Regions from separate parts of the Rattus norvegicus genome. Here region 2 is linked to region 1. Evidence: chromatin contacts called from public Hi-C data. All regions are on one chromosome and are shown on one strand. Each heading gives the region's core, a stretch centred on a gene start, on an enhancer-like site or on the middle of the called end of the contact. The rest is flanking DNA. Distances are from core to core; before and after follow the strand shown. Region 1 holds the start of C1galt1 (core 1 synthase, glycoprotein-N-acetylgalactosamine 3-beta-galactosyltransferase, 1). Region 2 overlaps Col28a1 (collagen type XXVIII alpha 1 chain).

Region 1 (2,995 bases), core at 68-2,567:
TACATTTGACTCATAAATACATTTTCACAAAAATTCCAACCACTACTTTCACCAAAGACTTGACTTTATATTATCATGGATAATATAATTTTCATTTCAGCGAAATCACCATGTAAGCAGTATAAAGCCAACATATGCACACGCTTTTGAATACTATTAGCCAAACATTTAACTCATGATGTGTACTTTTAAACCGCTTAGAAAATTCTAAAATTGTCTTAATATTAAAGTTATTCACAATTATAGGCTGATTTGTTTTTTTAAGAGCCCAAGGCGGGAGGGGTGTTTAAGTGGGAAGTAACCACAAAGCATTTGTAAAATGCTGAGTCCTGAGTAAAAAGATACAGGAAAACATAAATTTCAAGCAAATCTGAGACACGGAATAGATAGTTCTCCACTAATGCTGAATTTTAAGTGAGTCATACTTGCCGGCCTAAATGACTGTTTTACTTAACATATGGTGAAAAGAGTTCGGTAACTTGAAACTTTATATTCATTTAAACTGTACAAAAAATATATACTAAGGCTGGCAGAAATGCTACATACAATGCTTACAGTACACAATATCGTGTGCATAAGGCTTATATGACATTTATCTGATAAGGGGCTGGAAAACTGTAGTTTTAAATACCTTCTAAAAACTCAAATTTCCACTTCCAAACTTACACCAGAATCAAATAACTTGTAATGTACACAGCATTTTTTCTTGGCAACCAGGCAGAGTATCTGTGGTCTACGCTCAACCTCCAGTAAATTACCATATTTCTGTCCCTTACCCATTGCCTTATTACTCAGTCTGATGCACTGAAGTTCTAACTTTGTAACTTTTAAATTCAGAATACGCTTTCAGTCTGTATGTACTAAAAGGCAATACCGTGAATGCAAAAACCTAGATTGGAAAAAAATTTTTTTTCTTCTAGAATGTGAGGGATCTTAAAACATTCTAAGCCCCCTCGCCGCTTGTAAGAAGTGTGTAGATGGAGCTCAAAAGAATTGATTCCCGAACCTCACTCTTAAATTAGTTAATTTAGGAGAATATCTAAAGCCAAAGCAGTTTGTTTAACTAGCCAACATCTAGGAAGCCCATCACACTTTGTTACCAAAGCGGAGAGAAAAAAAAAATTTTTTTTTCCAATCCTGCGCGTAGCAAACCCCCAACACACCTGGTCAGTTCACTCAAGTCAATGAAGGGCAGGGAAAGTTTCAACCATAATCAACCGGCTCCAGACAAAGCTGACGGTCCAGCGGCGGCCACAGGCACTAGGGACTGGAGCGTCCGGAAGGTGCCCGCACCTGAGTGCAGGCAGCTGGCGGCCGCTGGGCGCGCGGAGGCCGGGGCGGGGCGGCGGGCAGGACCGCTAGGCGCTGGCCCGCCTCGGGCGCCTCCGGTCGGACACGCCGGGCTGAGGAGAGCGCGAGGGCTGCCGCTCGCCCGCCGCCCGAGACACCTGTTTGGCCGCGCCGGGCGGCGTTTCCGTAGCCTCAGTCGCCCCGCCACCGGCAGCCGAGCCCCGGGACCCGAAGCCCTCGGGCGCCTCCGCCCGCCGTACCTGACATCAGCCGCGGCTCTCTCTCGCCCCTCCCAGAGGCGGGGAGGAGAACGACCCCCAACCCTCGACCTTCGCTGCCCTGGCCCGCCGCAGCACCGGCAGGGGCTGCTAGCCAGGGCCGCCCGCGGCCGCCCAGATCATCCCCCGGCGGCGGCGGCCGAGGCGGGCCCGGCGCGCGTTCCCGCCGCTCGCTCCCGCAGCTCGCTCCGCCCCTCCCCGCCGCGCGGCCTGGCCACGGCCCGCCTACAGCGCAGCCGCCACCCACGGGTCTCGGAGAGCTGACGTCGCGGCTGCTGCAGCGGCCCCGGGGAAGGGCGGGATCTAGGTGGAGTGGGCGGGGACAGGGCGACGTGCGGATGCAGGGATTGGCCGCCGGGAGTTCGCCCCGCCCTCCTGCGAAGGGGGCTGGGAAGTCCTGGCTTCCCCGAGGTGAGTGTTTAGGTTCAGCCCCCTTCTGGTGAGATTGAGTGTTCTCTTTAATTCTCTCTGGGATGCAGAAAGCGAAATTAGCAGGGACTACAAGTAGAACCGCCTTATAAATTGTCTGTGGAACAAACCCTAACGTCACGCTGACCTCTAACCCAATTTTAGCCCCTTCATCTTTTTTTGCCGTTTGTCCTCTGACTGCATCTCTCTATCCTTAATAACAAGAAATTTGGCATAGTGAAGAGTGCTGTGTAACCAGATGTGTGCCTCAGAAGAACAGAAAACTCAGAGAATGGTAACTGAAAGACTCTTGGAGGAATTCATGTATAGCACTTCACTTCTGGGCAAGTACTTAAGAGCTTTGCAAACCCGTCTGCCTTGCTTTGGCAAATGTCCTGTGTACCAGAAAGTTATCTTTGTGGCCATGGAAGTTGTTTGCCACCTGTTGAGGCAGCAAAGAGTGGAAGTAAGATCTAGGGACTACAGACCTTAACCATCATCTACAAGGCCAGGCCCTGAGATGGAAAAACTGTGCCCTGCTTCATAAATGTTCAAACTAGGCAGGTCTGAGCATACCACAGCATAGCTATTCAAAGTAAGAGTTTTGAAATAAGAAACTTAAGCTTTATCTGAATCTACTTTATGCCTCTAATATTACAGATACTAAGTTATAAAGAGCAGGTATATTTTGGTTATGATTCTAGACAAGGAGCTGGGTGTGATGATATCTTCGTTTATCAAGTCCTGAACCAGCTGGAAATCGTGGCAGGAAACAGCTTATTGGAGACCTAGCCAAACTCGATTTTATAGCAGTCACTGAATAGCCCATTTATTCATTAATCCATTAGTCACAAGAACGAATTGAGCCTTTCGGTAAGGGGAGAGTCCTAATCAACAGGTTTACTTAGCCTCGCCCCCTAATACATGATAATAGAGACCAAAGAGTCTTGGGAAAGAAACGCCACATTCCAACCATAGTAGGCTAGGATCACCTGATGACCCACCCATTGGTTGTGTAA
Region 2 (2,772 bases), core at 70-2,569, 190 kb before region 1:
TTTAGACCTGGGGAGGACTGATCCAGCTCAGTTGATGGACTGTCCATACACTGGGAGTGGACTGGGTTTCAGGCCTGGCAAGTTTATTATTTGTGAGCCCAGCATGGCTGTAGTAATGGACAGATCAGCCTAGCTTGTGGGGTCCAGTGCAGCAGTACCCAGAAAAATGAACAGCTATTGCTGATTCATATCTGATTCAGGAACTCAGATCTAAACATCTGGATTCTGTGTTTGAAGTTCATGTTGTATCCTAAGTGCATTTCTGTTGGTTTGTATCAATTACATTGAAATAACTATTCATATAACCCTCAAATTGTCTTTGTAGGGTATACTTATTCCTAATAATTTAATACACTTTAATTAAAATAAATTATATCAGCTTCTCCCTCCCTTCCCTCCTCCATCCCCTCAGTACAACTCCTTTCATGCCCCCACCCTCAAATTCATTATTTTTACATATAAATGTATACATGTGTGCATGTATAAGTATGAACAAATACATAAATATGGTCTGATGAGTCTATTTTTGCGGCTTGTATTATGTATACTGATACAATTTCAGGGATGACCACTTTGCAATAGGTAATAAATTAGGGGCTCACACCTAGGAGAGACTAACTCTCCCTCCTCAACTAGCCCTAGTTGCCTGTAGTTTCTTGTCGAGGTGTGGGACACCGTAAGATTTCCCCCTTCTGTGTGAGTATGTCTGTTAATATTGTCATTGTTCCAGTGTCATTTAGGTAGTTATTTCTATGAAAAACTGTTTCATAGCCGACTATCTGGTGTTTACCTTTTAAAACTGTTCTGACCCATCTTTGGAAGTGTTCTCTGAGCCACGGAAGAAAGCTGTGCTGTAGATGTATACACTGGTGCTGAGACTCCATGATTCATTGATCTCCGCATCTGTATCTAGTGGTTTTTCTGTGATGGACTCCATTTGCCATAAAGGCTTCTTCCATGAGGTGCTGTAGCTTCATTCCCCATTAGGTATAAGATTTAGAATGCAGTTAGGATTTATGCTGAACTAGTAAAGTGTGAGTAATAGGTTCTCTTAAAAAAATCCATGGCCGGATTAGCCCTAGGAAGCTGGCTAGGTTTCTAGTAGTAGGCATGATTTCCCTCCTGTTGAGGAGACCTTAAGTCTGTTTAGACAGCTGCTAGTCATTAACGTGTGAGTGTCACTTACTGTACGGATATCTTGCCATTCCAGTCGTTATTGTGGGTCATGAGCACCACACCTAGGTAGGACTATTAAATGCTTACCTCTCTTGGCAGCTTGTATAATATTTTCTGTCTGGATCATACCTGTAATCATAGCACTGAGGAGACCGGGTATAGGTTCATTGTGTGAAGACAGTTTCAGTGCACTAGTTCCGTCATGCCAGATGAAAACCAGATGGAGTTTCACTGTTGCCATAGCTCAGTATTTGGGGATTATACCTACCAAAACACAACTGGCTAGTGAGGAGGGGCCTCAGAGTTGATCCTGGTTATCTGTGTTCACATACCCCATTTTCCTACTAGTAATTCTTGTCTAAACTGGATAGATGATAGTCACATGGACTCAAAGCTAAACCCCCGAATACTGACTGTGTAATGTTTTCTCACATTGCTAACATCATCAGGGTGGTGTTCCGTGGGTTTGGCTATGGACCATTTGTGAGTTTCACTTGCTAGCTCACACTTGCATGTCCTGTTGGGTCAAATATTTTTTATCCTGTCCAACCAATAAGGAAAAAGAATGACTCTGCTCTGCCTCATCCCTCCTTTCCCCCTCCCCTCCCTTTTTCCTTTCTAAATCTGAGATATTATTAGGTGATTTTTTTCTCTCAACTAACTTGCTTTTTCTTTCCTTTTCTTTTTTTAAATTGTATATAGTCTTATATAATTCAGTCTGACCTTTGCTCCCAATGTAGCCAAGGATGGACTTCAACTTTGAATCCTTCTATCTCTTCCTCCCAAGTGCTAGAAGTATAGACCTGAAGCACTGGGCCCCACACAGTTTCCTTTTGCAGTGACCAGTTCTTCAGATCAGAGTTGGGATGAAAACTTTGAGCTCTCACCTTTGTGGGTCCCGAATCATTACTGCCAGCTCATCGTTGTCTGTATACTGTTAACAAGTAATGGGCAATGGCCAGTGGCCATTACCAATTTGCCTATCTACCATTGTTAACCCCACCAGTCAAGAATAAGATCATTACCATAATTTAAGGTCAATTTTGAAGAAACTTTAATTAAATACTGGCCAGGAGGATGGCTCTCTGGCAGGTCCATCTCTGGATTTCCAAAAAAAAAAAAAAAAAAAAAAAAAAAAAAAAAAAAAAATGGCCACGAGTCACATTTTGCAGGGGCTTAAAAAGGCAAAACCTAAAATTTACTGAATTACCCATCAGGTCTAATCAGGGGCATACATCCTGACATTTTCTGCTTACATACCTCCCACCTACATCCAATCAGGGGTAAATGTACATCCTAGCATATTTCTTGCCCAAGTATCTCTTATTCACATATGATCAAACACATCTGGTGCACATGGGTCAAACAAAGTTGTTTAGGTGAGTGATAACTGAACCAGTAGTCTCCAGCATTTAATTTTGTTTCTCAAGCTAGTCTTTAAATTACAATGAGCTTAAAGAAAAAAAATAAAATCTCAAAGTACTTTTTTGTCAAGGTTAATATTCACCCTACTCCAGTGTTTCACAAAATTTCACAATTTAAAAAAATGCAAAATAATTGTTGGTTTTATCATGGAGACAAGCAACTATATGATGT

The links. Hi-C and Micro-C count contacts between places; a contact is called where the count stands out from the background.
Region 2: a Hi-C map of liver shows a contact between it and region 1, with 2.9 times the contacts expected there. The contact joins the enhancer-like site here to the promoter of C1galt1 in region 1. A contact is called at or near these places in 4 of 12 Hi-C or Micro-C datasets (the A7r5 cell line, the Rat2 cell line, Schwann cells and 1 more) and 1 of 1 datasets of contacts at active chromatin or transcription factors (oligodendrocytes).

What each region holds. Positions count from the first base shown.
Region 1 is chr4:36,896,027-36,899,021 of GRCr8, reverse strand. C1galt1 (core 1 synthase, glycoprotein-N-acetylgalactosamine 3-beta-galactosyltransferase, 1) reads right to left here and starts at 1,317. Exons shown (of 4, transcript NM_022950.3): 1 at 1,164-1,317. It overlaps LOC134486726 (tRNA (guanine-N(7)-)-methyltransferase-like), which reads left to right and starts at 1,171. Exons shown (of 3, transcript XM_063286913.1): 1 at 1,171-1,979; 2 at 2,202-2,320. The coding sequence starts at 1,185. The coding sequence ends at 1,832.
Region 2 is chr4:37,088,193-37,090,964 of GRCr8, reverse strand. All of the region lies in intron 27 of Col28a1 (collagen type XXVIII alpha 1 chain), which reads left to right. Among named protein-coding and RNA genes, the nearest start is that of Col28a1, 100 kb to the left of the region's middle. Within about 2 kb of position 1,319, at least 1 of the 93 cell types and tissues checked has an H3K27ac peak or open chromatin away from gene starts, as enhancers often do.